Regions from separate parts of the Muntiacus reevesi genome. Here region 1 is linked to region 2. The links are chromatin contacts, called in public Hi-C maps. All regions are on one chromosome and are shown on one strand. Each heading gives the region's core, a stretch centred on a gene start, on an enhancer-like site or on the middle of the called end of the contact. The rest is flanking DNA. Distances are from core to core; before and after follow the strand shown.

What was found. A called contact is a pair of places that touch in the nucleus more often than the background predicts.
Region 1: a Hi-C map of muscle shows a contact between it and region 2, with 5 times the contacts expected there. The contact joins the promoter of NSD3 here to the promoter of BAG4 in region 2. A contact is called at or near these places in 2 of 3 Hi-C or Micro-C datasets (blood and muscle).

Annotation. Positions count from the first base shown.
Region 1 is chr10:74,242,928-74,250,471 of mMunRee1.1, reverse strand. It overlaps NSD3 (nuclear receptor binding SET domain protein 3), which reads left to right and starts at 4,366. Exons shown (of 24, transcript XM_065901540.1): 1 at 4,366-4,878. It overlaps LETM2 (leucine zipper and EF-hand containing transmembrane protein 2), which reads right to left and starts at 734. Exons shown (of 10, transcript XM_065947549.1): 1 at 680-734.
Region 2 is chr10:74,072,244-74,079,283 of mMunRee1.1, reverse strand. BAG4 (BAG cochaperone 4) reads right to left here and starts at 3,754. Exons shown (of 5, transcript XM_065946604.1): 1 at 3,468-3,754. The coding sequence starts at 3,737. It overlaps LSM1 (LSM1 homolog, mRNA degradation associated), which reads left to right and starts at 4,098. Exons shown (of 4, transcript XM_065947269.1): 1 at 4,098-4,335. The coding sequence starts at 4,290.

The DNA of each region.
Region 1 (7,544 bases), core at 3,117-5,616, 170 kb before region 2:
CGTCTCCTGTTGGAGGAGGACAGTTAATCTGCTCTGAGCAACCACTTCCCAGGAGGGCGGGGCCGAGACCGAGGCGGGGCGGGGCCGAGGCGGGGAGGGTCGGGGTCGGGGCCTAGGCGGGGCGGGGGCCTAGGCGGGGCGGGGCGGGGCCGGCGGCGAGCCCCGCCTGCGCTTCCGCACCGCCCCTCCAGCTCTCCGGGGCCCCAGGCTCCCCGGGTTACCTTTGCCTCTGATTCTCGGTGACACGGGGGCAAAAGGCGCCCTCGGCTTCCCCAGCAGATGGCTTTTGTGCCCCTTGTGCGTTGGTGGGCTGTGTTTGCTGTGGTAGGGTCTGGGGAGGGGGAGAATCTTTGCTTTTTTGGAAAGGGGATGGTGCAGGCAGTGGGACCACGAGCTTTGGCGGTCCGAGTTTATGGAAGGAAGGCGAGGAGCATCGGGGCGCAGGGTGCTGAAAAGAAATGAGGAAATGAAGCACAGAAGGAGCGGGGGATGGAGGCTGAGCTCAAAAGTTGAGGCGCGGGTAGGGGACCGAGGTCAGGGGCTGAGGAGAGAGCGGGAAGATGGGAAATCTGGGTGCCGATGGGAGGAGCAGGATACGGAGGGGAGCGGGCTCCGGAGGAAAACAGGCGGGCGCGGTCCACCGAGTAACAGCCTGAGGACTTGGCCCGCCCGCCCCTACCTCCTCCGGCCGGCTCCCGGAACGGCTGCCTCAGTCCTCCAGTGCCTTCCCAATACCCCTCCACCCCCGGCTCCCCCAGCTAGAAGGGCCAGAAGCCAAGTCTCTATGGCTCCACCTCTTTCCTCCGCCATCACGTCACTGTGAGTGACGACACCACCCGCCAGTCAGCTCGCAGATTCTGGGGCGCGAGGGCGTCCTTCGCGGTGGCAGCCTAGGAGGCAGCGAAGTCCAGTTCCCACCGTCGAAACGACTCGTCTACGGGGTTTTGTTCAAGGAGTTGTCTGTGCTGGGAGGCTCAACCCTGCCTGCCCGTCTTCTGTAGGCTGTGGATTCACATCCGTCCGCTCTCCCCCACCGCCAAAACCCTTTCTTGAAGACTAGATGGAAGAAGCTCTTATTCTACCAGTAGCGTAATATGCCTGATAGTCGCCATGGTAACCATCTGGGAGTCACCAATTACATCACTTCGAGTCTCCCCTTCCACCTTCCAACTCCGCAACTGCGGGCGGGGAAAAATAGCAGGGAGAGGGAATGGCAGAAAGGGCGGGAATGGTGAGGAAAACATTCCTCTCCTATCTCTAGGGTCAAAAACTGGAATATTGTGAAATCTGCATATGGAAATATGAACTCCACTAAAGAAAACTGCTTTATTAATATTCTCCTAGCAAACACTGTTTATGTTCAATAGTGTAGAAATCTCAGTATTTAAAATGTATATTATAGTAGTTGTGCGGTTACATTAGCACTGCAAGTTTGGGGGCACTTCATTTCCTAGGTTGGGGAACTGAGTCATTTTTGGAACGTGAAAGATGTAAAAATGTTTTCTCTCCCCAGTTATCTCTACCCATCCATTTTATCTGACTCTAGAAGGAAAACACAATTTTGGTGGCTCTCCTTTGAATAACACCAGACAGGAAGGAACCGCTTTCACACGAAGGCTTCTCTTAACATGTGACTGACCACAAACTTTATTCATCTGGGCTGCGCATTTGTAAGAATAAAAGCTGACGGGTATAAAATTTAATTCTTTAAAAAAAAATGAAGGCAGCTTTTAATCCACAAAGCTTTTTTTTTTTTAGCTAATAACCAAATAGATCAACTATGTTAAATGGGCAAAACTTTTCGGTGTGGCCACTAGAGGGCCCATTGTGCATGTCTGATAGCCAACTTTCCACATAAAGGCTTCCCTTCATGGTCTCTTGTTTTCTAGAATTAAAATCTATAAAGCTTTGGTTTCTGTACCTTTCTTTCCCTGAAAATTCCCAATGGTAAATTTTGAACTCTAAAAGGCTAGGTAGGTACACTTTTCACATTAATTTCATAAATTAATCACTGCATTATCATGCACATGTACTTTTCTGGAAAAGATCATAAAAGATGCAAAAATATTCCTCTCAGTTCCCTGGGAGACATTTTATACCGGGAAATTATTCTTATTCATGCATTGTATTCATTTACAACCAGGCACAGTGAAAATCATTAAGTATTCATAAACCAGACGAGCTATTCCAAACCCAGTATTTGAAAGATGAGCTAGACTTTCTACCATGGCCATATGTCAGCAATCCCATTTTAAAAAGGAAGGGTTAAGAATCTTCCTTATTGAAATCCATTGGTTCAAAGCAGTGTCTGCCTTCTGTTACCAGACCTGGTGGTTTTTTTTTTTTTTTTTTTTTTTACTTTCAGGATAAGTTATCATGTAATGAGCTTCTTAATATAATCTTCAGAAGAGAAAAACAATTTTTTTCTCCCTAACCTTGGCCCTGAGAATTGTAAATTGCTTTCTTAATGAGCTATTTGCTTACTTTCTATGAAGAAGAGAAAGCATGCTCTGAACCTCGTTTGATGCTAAAAATAGAAATTATTATTTTTAAGTTATTTCTCTAAATATGGCTCCAGACCAAATATTATTGACAATATATATCTTATGCAGGAAAAGACTGTGCATTTACTTCACATAAATTTAAACTCTTGACAGCACAGCTTTAGAAGCAGATTAAAATAAAATCCCTGGGAATAATTTTCCACATTCTCCTCAAAGGGACAATCCAAGTGTCAGGCCAAGGAAACGGCTTATCAACAAAGCAAGAAAGATACAGGAAGATGGAAAAGAAGATGGAGGTAGAAAGGATCTTAGGAAAGAAAAAAAAAAGACCAATTTAACCTCTCTTTCCAGGAGGTAGAATCAAACATTTGAAATAAGTTCACAAATCCCCTTTGGAGATTTGTGTTCTAAAAAGACATTTAAAACAAAGAAAATGTGCTTTTATTGATTCATTTAACTTCTGGTATCACAAGCATAGCAACCACACAAGTATAGGTGTATAAATAGTTAAGGATAGTAATGGAGATCCTAATTCTGAATATCGTAATTTAGCATTATTAACAGGGTGGTTCTTTTTAAAAACGAATCCATAGTTAGTAACCATGAAAATCATTGATATGTAGGACTTTTTAAATTTCCTGTTTAAGTGGTATTTACAGAAAAAGATAGCAGGAATTGCCCGTAACAGTACCAAATAGGTCCCGCACTGTAACGTCGGTGGAGAGTCTAACGTCTAGTGGGTGATATGACTTCATGATTCTCGGAACCGAGTATTGGTTTCCTCATCTCACTGCCTGTGTTTCCTTTGTACATTCACGTCTGCGCTGCCGCGTCCTAAGTCATTATCCCCAGGCCCCAGGAAATATCACCAAACCGTCACACTCCTGCAAGACTCGTTTACCGTGTCACGCACCTGAGACCTTCTATTGTTTCACATAAGTTTCCTAGCATGGGGGTGGGTGGGTGAGTGGATACAGGGTAACAGAGAATCTCGATTCCCGCTTCCTCCCTCTCCTTCCAGCATGCGTGAGCCTGGACGAGTACCAACGCCCCCATCCCTCGAAGCGGAGGTGTGGCCGGCGAGCAGGCGAGGGCCCGGCACGTGATGGGCGGGGAGCCCTTGGGAGCCCTCGGGGTCGGGGTGCGGGCTGCGCCGCCTTTCCCCCCGTTACCCACAAGCCTCCGGGCCCGCGGGGCGAGCAGGAAGCGGGCGTGCGGGGGCCCGAGGCCTGCCCGGGAGGCGTCTGAGGAGAATTGCCGTCCGGGCCTGGCCCCCAACGGGCTCCGGTCTGAGACAGCCGGGTGGGACGCGGAGCTCTTCTTTGACAGCGGTCGGGCGGGAGCCAGTCAGGGAGGCACAGACATCTCTGTCCCCTTCCCCGCCCCTCCGCCCCCGCTCATCTTTATCAACCGGGCGCCCGTCTGCAGGGGGATTTCTAAGGTCTGGGGACGGCCTCGCGGTGTCACCCCGGAGTCCCGCCGTCGGGTGACTGACAGACGCTGTTATTTCCTCAAGCATTAAGGAACACGCACGAGCACACTTCGGCCTCACAGGCCCAACCTCCACCCCGTCCTCTAGTTTTGTTTTGTTTTTCACTCGGCCTTCGCATCGCGCCTTCCTGTCTCTCCGCCCGGATCGCCTGCGGTCTCACTTCTCGTCTAGACTCCGCCGGGCGGCTCGCGTTTCTGGCTCCCCCCACCCCCACCCCCGCCCCTCCTCTCCACAGGCTGACGAGCCTCTTCCTCCTTTCGGCCCTTGGCGCCCCCAGCCCCGGACTGCATTTCCCGGCAGGAGCCGCGGCCAGCGGCCAATCAGCGGCTGAGGATTTGGCGGCGGCGGCGGCGGCGGCGCCCGGAGAGTCGGAGTAGGGGGGGCTTTGTGCGCGGCGGCGGCGGCGGCGGGAGCGGGCGGCGGCAGCGGGCGGCCAGGACGGAGGCGGAGGCCGAGGCCAAGGGGGACTGTCCACATTGATCGCCCGCGGAGAGGCGCGCGAGGCCGCGTCGAGCACCGAGGACCCTGCTGCCCCGGCCCGGCCGCCAGCCACGGGCTCGCCTGTGGGAGCTGCAGCTGCGCGGCGACCCCCATCCCTCCGGCTCCGCCGCCCACCCTCCTGCCCACAGTCTTCCTCCTCTCGCTGCGCGGCCGGCCCCGGCCCGACCCGGCCGTGGCCCCCTCCTCGGTGCCGGCCGGCCATGGCAGAGGCGTCCGGCGCGGGGGAAATCTAGCCCGGGGATTTCATGAGGCCTAGCTTGGTTCCGCCTCCTCCCGCCGTGGCCCCGGCGGCTGCCCGCGCCCCAGCCCCACTCCGGGCCTCCGTGTCTCTCCTTTGATCCTACTGACACGGCCGGGGGGTTAGAATGGAACAAACTGAAGGTAAAGTGAATGCGCGCGTGTATGTGTGTGTGAGAGAAAGAGTGTGTGAGGGTGTGTGTATGTGTTGGAAGGGAGGACTGTGGAGGGGACGACGAGGAAGGGGCGACCTAGGAATGGGACCCGGGTCGGGAGAAAGACCTTAGCAGGAATGGAAGGACCACTGGGTGGCCCGGAGGGGCTCGAGGGGGGTGTGGAAGGATGGGGCAGGGTGGGGGTGTGGAGGGGATTGGGAGGTGGGGCTGGGGAGGTAGCGACTGGGATGAGGGATGGAGTGGCGCTGAGCTGGGAATTGGGAGTAGAGGTGGGATGGGGGCGGGGATAAAGATGGAACGGGGGAGGGGGCCGGGAGCGAGGAGGAGAGTTGGGTTCGGAGATGGGAGACCTGGGCGGACTGTGAAATAGGCAGGTTTGGGGGTGGAGTGTGTGAACTAGAGGAGAGTCTGGAGGAAGGAGAAGGAATGTGATGGAGAGACAAGGCCCCAAGGGAGCTCTGAGGGAATGGAAGTGGAGGAAAAGGTGGATTAGGAAAAAGGGATAAGAAGTGATTGAGACAGGATGCAATTGGAAGATAGGAAATAGACTCAGGAAACCGGGAGACCCAGGATTGGGCTCGGGAAGGAAATGAAGTGAATGTTGACAAGGGGTGAGAACTACGGACCAAGCGTCAGAGTGGAAGGAAAAGAAGGGGCCAGGGGGGTTGCTGGAGTGTTAGGGAGGGAAAGCCTTTTGTTCCTATATTTGTTATTCTGTGCGTTTTCTTTCAAGGCTCGAGAATGGAGAAGCTAGTGGTTATGGTGTTGTGAAATGGAGAGGTGTGGGTTTTACTGCTTTGAGGGAGGAGGAGGTGTGTTCCTGTAATGGTAGCAAGACAGGGAGAGCCATGGCCATAATTTGATGGTTTTGGTGAGGGAGTGAAGACTATTCAGATTTAAAGGGGGCAGGGGCAGCCATGTTTGCTGCCAGGCACTGCAGTGTAAATAAATTCCTTCTTGTCTCCGACATCAGTAGGAATCTGGAAGGGGCCAGTTACGATTTTTAACCCCCCTTCTTTCTATTCATGAACTCTTCCCATGCATCTTGGGGTCATATAAAATTATTCATAACCACCAAAGGAGGTAGTAATGTTTTCCATCTTGTGTGTTTCGCTGCTTTCTCCCACCTCTCTTTTCCCTCTTCCTTCTGGTTGCGAACACGGCATGCTAATGAGCTGCAGTGTAAAATTTAACCCTTTTAATAAAGTTAAAAGTATATTTAATACTGGGTGAAGGAATCATAACTAGTCTATTTCCAGCATGATCATGAAAAGTCTTTTAAATATTGCAAATGCATTTGTTTCAGAAGCTTCCGAGGCAGTCAACGTGTTTTTTGCAATTCTTTGAGTAAACAAGGAAATTGCCTGGGTTGTTTTACTTGGTCTTGTGCTCTTGGCACAGCACTGTGTGGGGGAGAAGAGTGGATTGGAGACTCCTGTGGTAGAGTATCTACTTTCCATAGTTTGAGTGTTGGACAATTAGAAATGTGTGTATTTTTAAATGGTTTTTCTGATAGCTCTTGCTTATAGAGGATGGGTGTGTTAAATGTTTTCTTTTTTAAAATAATCCCTCCTCCATCCCTTCCCTTTGCTTTCATACGGTTGCTCAATACAATCTCCAAATGTCAGTTCAGCACAGTGCAGTGATCTGTGAAGTAGGCATGCAGATCTCAGAGCATCATTCAGGTACCAGGTTTTTTTGGTGGAAACTTCAGATCACACTCTCCAGGAAAGCAACAGTAACTCTCTGATGTATTCAAATGTATCTACTTGTGTGATTTGAAAATAGTTACTATTTTAAAGGTTTAAATACTAACAAATTTAGATAAACTAAGTGGAGCCTGTTTTCTTTTCATACTGAAAAGGATTAAATTGTGTGAATGACCTTTTGTTTTTGCTGTATTATTGTAATTGGGGAAATCCAAACTTTAATCCATCATATTGATATTGAAATTGTTCTCTAATACTGAGTAAGGCCTGTTAAAATTTTAATATGATGGACTCAAACCAGTTGTTCTACATTTTGATTTAATCTTAGTGCATTATCCTTTCAAGTTGTTAAATAGAATTTTAAGATATATTCTTGTTCTTTTGGAAAAATTAAATATAATATTATTAAAGTGTTACTCTGGGAGAGCACTTTCAGAAGAGGGGTTAGATTTACAGCTTGGAGTGTTTTTGATTTGATAATATTCAGCCTGAATTTTTAAAGAATCTTATGAGGAAAAGCTACTCTCAAAAAAACCATTCAGTATGCTTTTTTGGGGGAATTTCTTTATATGGTGGTTTCATTTTTATATCTCCCGCTTGATTGACATGTTATTTGTAGTTAATTTGTAAATGAACTAACAGTGCCATACATTTTTAGGAAAATGAGAGATTGTTGTATATTAAAATAAGAAAAGATTCTTGGAAGCTTGCATTACTTAAGAAAAAGTACTCTTATAAATTCAGCCTTTTGTAAAGATTCAGAATTTTGTAAAGAGAAAGGTGCCCTGCCCAGCTGCCCTGAGGATTCTGCTTCCTTGGCCAGGGAGCCATGTAATGAGGAAGGCTACTCTGGATAGATGATTCTTAATTAAAATCCAGAATTTGCATGTCCAGAATTAGCTCACTTGCGGCCTGTGATAGCTTT
Region 2 (7,040 bases), core at 2,505-5,004:
ACCATCCTGCAAGATGACTCCCAATGACCCCTGCCTTCTGTATGCACATCTGAGTGAAGATGCCTCCCACACTGTCCCGGGGTCAGTCTCCATGACTAGTAATGTACGGCATAAGTGAAGGTGTATCACTACCAAGATGAGGTTATAAGAGGCTGCGGCTTCCAGCTTCCGTCCATCTCGGCACTCTCTCAGATGACTTGTTCTTGGGGAACATGGGAATCACCCAGTTGTTGTTCAGTCACTCAGCCATGTCCAACTCTTCGCAACCCCATGACTGCAGCACATCTGGCTTCTCTGTCCTTCACTATCTCCCGGAGCTTGCTCTAACTCATGTCCATTGATGATACCATCCAACCATCTCATCCTCTGTCACCCCCTTCTCTCTTGCCCTTAAATTCCCCCAGCATCCTGGTCTTTTCCAATGAGCTGGCTCTTCGCATCAGGTGGCCAAAGCATTGGAGTGTCAGCTTCAGCATCAGTCCTTCCAGTGAATATTCAGGGTTGATTTCCTTTAGGATTGACTAGTTTGATCTCCTTGCTGTCCAAGCGACTCTCAACAGTCTTTTCCAGCACTTCAGTTCGAAAGCATCAATTCTTCGGTGCTCAGCCTTCTTTCTGGTTCAGCTCTCACTTCTGTACATGACTACTTGAAAAACCACAGCTTTGACTAGACAAACCTCTGTCGGCAAAGTGATGTCTTGTTAAAAGCTTTGGGCAGGGCCTGAGATACAGCATTTCCAACAAGCTCCTAGGTGATGTATGTGCTGCAAGCTTAGGAATCAAACTACAGCGCTGCAAGTCTAGCTAACAAAGTAAAAAAAGAAAAGAAAACAGCAAGAGGTTCTCCATTTTTCTCCTGCCATATTTAAATACATTAATATAGAGTCAAGCCTTTTTAATAGTTCAGAGCAGCCTCATCTCAACACGTTCAATTCCGTTGTGCAACACTTCTCAAACATGATACGCATATGCTTCACCTGAGGATCTTATTAATCTGTAGCAGCAGTAAGTATGGAGGAGGAAAGAGTCTGCACTTCTAACAGCCCCCTAGTGAAGTTGAAGCTTCCGGTCCATGGCCCACAGTTTTAGAGTACGGCTGTAAAGGGTTCCTATACCTTTTTAAAGTCTGACATGTTTGGCTATATAAAAATGCAAAACATATGTCAAAAACCACAAAAAAGTCAAAAGACAAGCCACAAATTTAGAAAAAACATTTGCAGTATGTAGGACATCACGTTTATTTTTTGTATGAGTTTCCTACTGCTACCTAAGAAATTATCATCAGATACTTTTTGAGTTTCAGAAATATCTGCCCGAAAGACTCTTGAAATGATTTACAAATGCCCATCATACATTCCAGCTTTATCCTCCACCCCTCCAGCACCATCACCCACCTGTGTGCACACCTGTTCTCCACCTTAACCTACAACTCCCTACATGACACTGAGATCTTAACTTCTCTAACCTTAAAAAAAAAAAAAAAAAAAAGTCACAAAGTCATGTCCAACCCTTTTGTAACCCCACGGACTGTAGCCCGCTAGGCTCTTCTGTCCATGGGATTTCCCAGGCAAGAACACTGGAGTGGGTTGCCATTTCCTTCTCCAGGGGATTTTCCTGACCCAGGGATCGAATTCTTTACTGCTGAGGCACCTAGGAAGTCCTCTCTAATCCTAACCAAAAACAAAAACAAAACATATTTTTGTTTTGATACCACAGCAAGTCCAGGCAGAGTCTTCAGCTCAGCAGGCCTCCCCTCTATCCCTTCAAGTTAGCCTCGGTCTAGTTTGCCTACTTACAGACCAAGTATTTCATCACGCTACTCCGTCATGGGACCAAAATCCCACAGCTCCTTATTCCAGATTTAGACAGAGAAATTATGGACCGTTCTTAACAATTAACCTCTCACTACATGTTTTTTCTCATACAATTTTTTTAAAGATATACCATAAAACTCACCCTTTTAAAGTGTACAATTCATGGTTTTAATATACTCAGACCTGTGCAGCTATCGTCATTAAATCCAGAATATTTTCATCATCCCCAAAGGAAACTCCATACCCTTTATCTATCTTCCTCAATGTCCCCAGGTCCACAGCCCCTGGAAACAAATTTTTCTACAGATTTCTATATCCTGGATTTTTCCAAAAAATGGATTCATACAATATTTGGTCTCTGCGTCTTCATCCATGTAGCATATGTTCAACGTTCATCCATTTACAGAATGTCTCAGTACTTCATTACTTTCTGTGGCTAAACAATTTCATTGCATAAATACACTGTGCTGTGCTGTGGTTAGTCGTTCGTTCAGTGCCGTCTGACTCTTTGCGATCCTATGGGCTGGAACCCGCCAGGCTCCTCTGTCCATGGGGATTCTCTAAGCAAGAATACTGGAGTGGGTTGCCATTCCCTCCAGGGGTATGAATATACTATTTTTATCATTTCTTCAGTTGATGAGCATTTGGGATATTTCCCTTTTTTGGCTATTATAAATAACGTTGCTATGAACATGTGTGTACAGGTTCTTATGTGGACATGTTTTCAGTTCTCTTGGGTATATATCTAGCAGCAGGCTTGCTAACAGTACACTTAACGTTTTTACGAACTGCCAAACCGTTTTCCAAAACACTGAACCATTTTACATTTCCACCAGCAATGTCTGGGAATTTCATTATTAAATTTCAACCAATGAGAATGTTATAATTCCTGAAGACAAGAACAGGTGTGCCCTCACCATAGAACCGTAATCCTCTACGACGAATATTGCATTAACAAAACAGAAGTATATTTCCGGCACGACGACACAAAATAAAATGTCAGAGGTCTGAATATATTGAGCAAGTGAGTTAACCTTTCACGGCCAGTAGTTCTTCCATCGTAAAACAGGAACCCTGTGATGACATCTACGTCGCAGTCACCGTTACGATTATATACAACCCACGGATAGGTGCTTTCCAACAGTAATGATGACCGGTGATTCAATGCCGGGCAATGCTTTAGGGGCAAAGGGCTAAATGCCCAGGTCCCTCCCTTTCCTTCGCGTTCCTTCCCAGCGGGAGGGGGCTGCGGCCACCTCCCTCCTCGGAGAGAGCCGGCCCCCACGAACCACGCAGGATAAATTGTTAGGATTGGAAAAGCAAAGCCAGGTCAGTCCAGCCCAACCTCGTCCCCCAGATGAGAGATTCACAGCCTGCTACTCAGCTTAGCAGGTTCAGCGCAGTTTTTTTTTTCCTGGTAAGAAGACATTTATTACGGCTGAAGCACAGCAGGAGGGGTAGAGAAAACACAAGTATATACCCCCACCCACGATCCTAGTCTCTTGTCTCTCCAAAGCCGTAATAGGAAAACGCACGAAACCCAATTCATTACGAACTCTTGGGAGCTGTATCAATCCCAATGGCCCTCACCCCCAAAGACTCCCCTATCGGACCCCCCCACCCCACCCCGGGGACCGGTGGCGCAAAGCTCACCTGGTGGCCTCCGCCAGCACGACCCGGCTCTGACCAGGCGCCTCCAGACGCGTAGTAGCCATCGCCTCCTCCGCCTTCCCCCGGCCAGGTGGTCTCCGCCGGGCCGCCCCCGCGCCCCCGCCAGGAAATGGGAGGCTGGGGAGGCTCGGGGCGCGGGGGGTAGATGGGCGGAGGCGGGTGCACCGGCACATCTCCACCCCCAGGCCCGTAGTAGCGGCCATAAGACGGGCCGTCACTGGGGCCGTAGCCCGAGCGCCTCAAGGCCGACATGGGCTCTGCCGCCCCCAGGCGCTTCCCGCCCCCCCGCCCCCCACGGCCGGCCCACCGCGCAGGCGCCGGCGGGGGAGCGCGAATGGACCGCAAGGAAAGGGGGTCGGCCTGCAACAGCCAATCCTAGGCCGGATCCCGCCCCCCTCCGCTTCCGCGTCCTGAGAGGCCGAGGGCGGTGTCCGTGACTCTGAGGTCTAGGAAGCAGGAGAACGAGTGTTCCTAAAAGGGAGAACACACCTCCGCACTGTCTGTGCAGTCTAGACTCCTCTTCCCCTTCTCGTCAGGGATATGCAAAAGGTATCCCGGGGCGGGGGTAACCACATGAACGGTCCCACCTCTTCCTGAGGGCGGGCACGTGATGCCGGAAGTGGGTGGGGCGACATGGCGGCGTTTCCTGCAGGCCCCGGCTACTGAAAGCCGGGGCGGCGGCGTTGGTCCGGGTCCGGGTTCCTGTCCCGGTCCCGCAGAGGTGGCGACCGCGGTAAGGAGGAAAGAGGTGTGGGACGCGCTGGCCCACCGCCGCTATACACTGCAGCTCTGTCTCTACTCAAAATGAACTATATGCCCGGCACCGCCAGCCTCATCGAGGACATCGACAGTGAGTAGCTCATCTCCTCAGAGTGAAAGTCTGGGGTGAGACCCTTCCTCCCAGGAGGGTGCCTCTTAAGGAGGAAGCCGATAGAATGAGGCCGGGCCGGGGGCGGTTTGTTTTTAGTGCAGTTCTGGACGTTCGGCGTTGGCATCCTCCGGAGGATGCCTGAGTCACGGGACACACCGTTTGCCACTTTCTCGCCTACTCCCTGTATCCCCTCTCTCGCAGCTTCCACCGGTCCCCCGGGCAAGCTGTAGAATTCATTTCTGCTTTTCAGGGATGCAGCTGCTGAAGCTCACATGTGAAGGTTACCGTTTCCCCGGTCCATTGTCTCTCACCTGTGGTATTTCGAAATATCAGGTGATTACTGGGTGGATGAATGAGAATTCTTAGAGAAAGGATTCTTGCAGAAACGAAAATAGTAATACAACAGCTACTGCTGCTGCTAAGTCGGTTCAGTCGTGGCCGACTCTGTGCGACCCCAAAGACGGCAGCCCACCAGGCTCCCCCGTCCTTGGGATTCTCCAGGCAAGAACACTGGAGTGGGTTGCCGTTTCCTTTTCCAATGCATGAAAGTGAAAACGGAAAGGAAGTCGCTCAGTCGTGTCCGACTCTTAGCGACCCCATGGACCGCAGCCTACCAGGCTCCTCCATCCATGGGATTTTCCAGGCAAGAGTACTGGAGTGGGGTGCCATTGACTTCTCCGAATACAACATCAGTTGGACTTAATTAGCACTAAACGTAAGGTTTATACTGTGTGGCCGTTTGCAGTCTTTTACCGTTTGGGAGTATTTAGCTTTTCAGACTAGGTAGTGACTTTTCCAGAAAGACTGAGTCACTTCAAACTTACTTTTTTTTTTTTTTCCTTTAGTTTTCTTTTGCTGTTAAGGCCTCCCTTATTCCCAGTCACTATCCTGAAGAAGAGCTCGGTTGTATCAGTTGTCTTTCCTTTTTCCAAACTCTCATCTGTGAGTTACACCTAAAACAACATTTTTAAAGTTGTGCCAATTGTGTGATCTGTCTCATTGACTTGTAATTGCTGCGAAACAGTTACACACAGTTCCAAACAAGTTGAGCAATCTGCAGTTACTGTGTATGTAAAGAGTGAATTTGTGATGAAATCCTCTTGCTATCGTCTGAAATCACTTTTTACATCCAAATTAGTGATTTTGCTACTGAAGGGAATGTAGTGTAGCTTGGATCAAATTTCTGTGTGAATAACCACTGTACAGGCCTGTCTGTAACATGTAATGAAATCTTTAATTCTAGTTGTCTGAGGATGGTGCCCTCACCTCTCTTGTTATGTATCTGAGTTATTTGAGATCCCTAGCACATCCTGTCATTCTACTAAAAATATTTGTTTTTCTCAAGTCTCTAACCTCTATTTTGCAGATTCCAAGCCCCTCCTTTACTGAGTGGTTTCAAATCATTTCATATGCAGCCTTCACTGCAACACACACACAGTTGCATTCTCTCTCCTCAGTCTTTCTGTATTTTCACCCATCCTCTCATCTCAGTTCCTCAGTTCCTCCCTTTCAGTCTGTGTGTTATTTCTCTATCCTTCCAGCTGCTTCTGGAATCCATTAATAGCCTTTTTCTCTCATATCTCTTGCTCCCCCTCATGTACTTGTCTGTCATATTTTTTTCAGTTATATTTCACCATCAAATTCCCATTCCTTTTTTCACATCTGTACCCCCAAACCTCTTAAATCATCTCCCATTTTAACTCTATTTCCTGGCTACCTGGAGTAGACCACCTCTATCACCCTACAATCAGATTTTTTTGTCAACACACTACTGAAACATCTGTCTAATGCATTTTTTCCTCTTTTTGGCACACTGATACCATTATCATATGATTGTTTATTTTCTTGATTTCTGCAGCACTGGTACTTGATTTTCTTATCTCTGTAACAGTTATTGTTTCCTAAAATAGATGGACTCCTAGGTTCCATCTTTGGCTGCTGCTTTCTTTAAATCTCTAAAAGAGTTCCTGGACTTTAATAATGATATCACCTCTTTGTGGACATACTGAAAATTGCTCCGTTCCAGACTTCTTTGGCCTTCCAGTCTTACATCTCCAGTTGCAGCTGACATTTCTGCACAGGTGTCTTGATACCACTTGAAAATCATAACAACAAAACACCTTCCACGGGATCTTGCTTCTTTCACTCCTAACTTTTGGTACATGGTCCTCCCTGACAGGATGACTCAAAATTCCTGCACCATCTTTAACCCATCTCTTCAGCTTCCCACGCACTCACAAACATATCCACATATACAAACGCACTTGGTTGACCAATTCCATCCCTTATAACTGCAGTGTCTTGATCCTCTCATCCTTTCCCTTCTCATCTCTGCCCTGGTTCAGGTCTCTTCTTCATGTCTCAGACTCTGGTCATAACCTCAAAACCATTCTCTCTTTTCTGCCAGTTGAATCTTCAGAGTTGTCTTGTTCCCCATGAAGTCACATCCAAACTCAGCCTGCTCCCAGTACTTTTCTGACTTCATCTCCTATTCCCTTCACACCCTCAACTTTTAGCCACACATTTGGACACACAGCTCCCTTTTCTACTGCCTCAATTACAGATTTCCCTCCTCTTCCCAGACCCTGTCACTCTTCCCAGTCCCTGTCACTTTTCCCATGGCCAAAAATTATCTACCTTTTAAGGTCCATTGGAGAAGGCAATGGCAACCCACTCCAGTACTC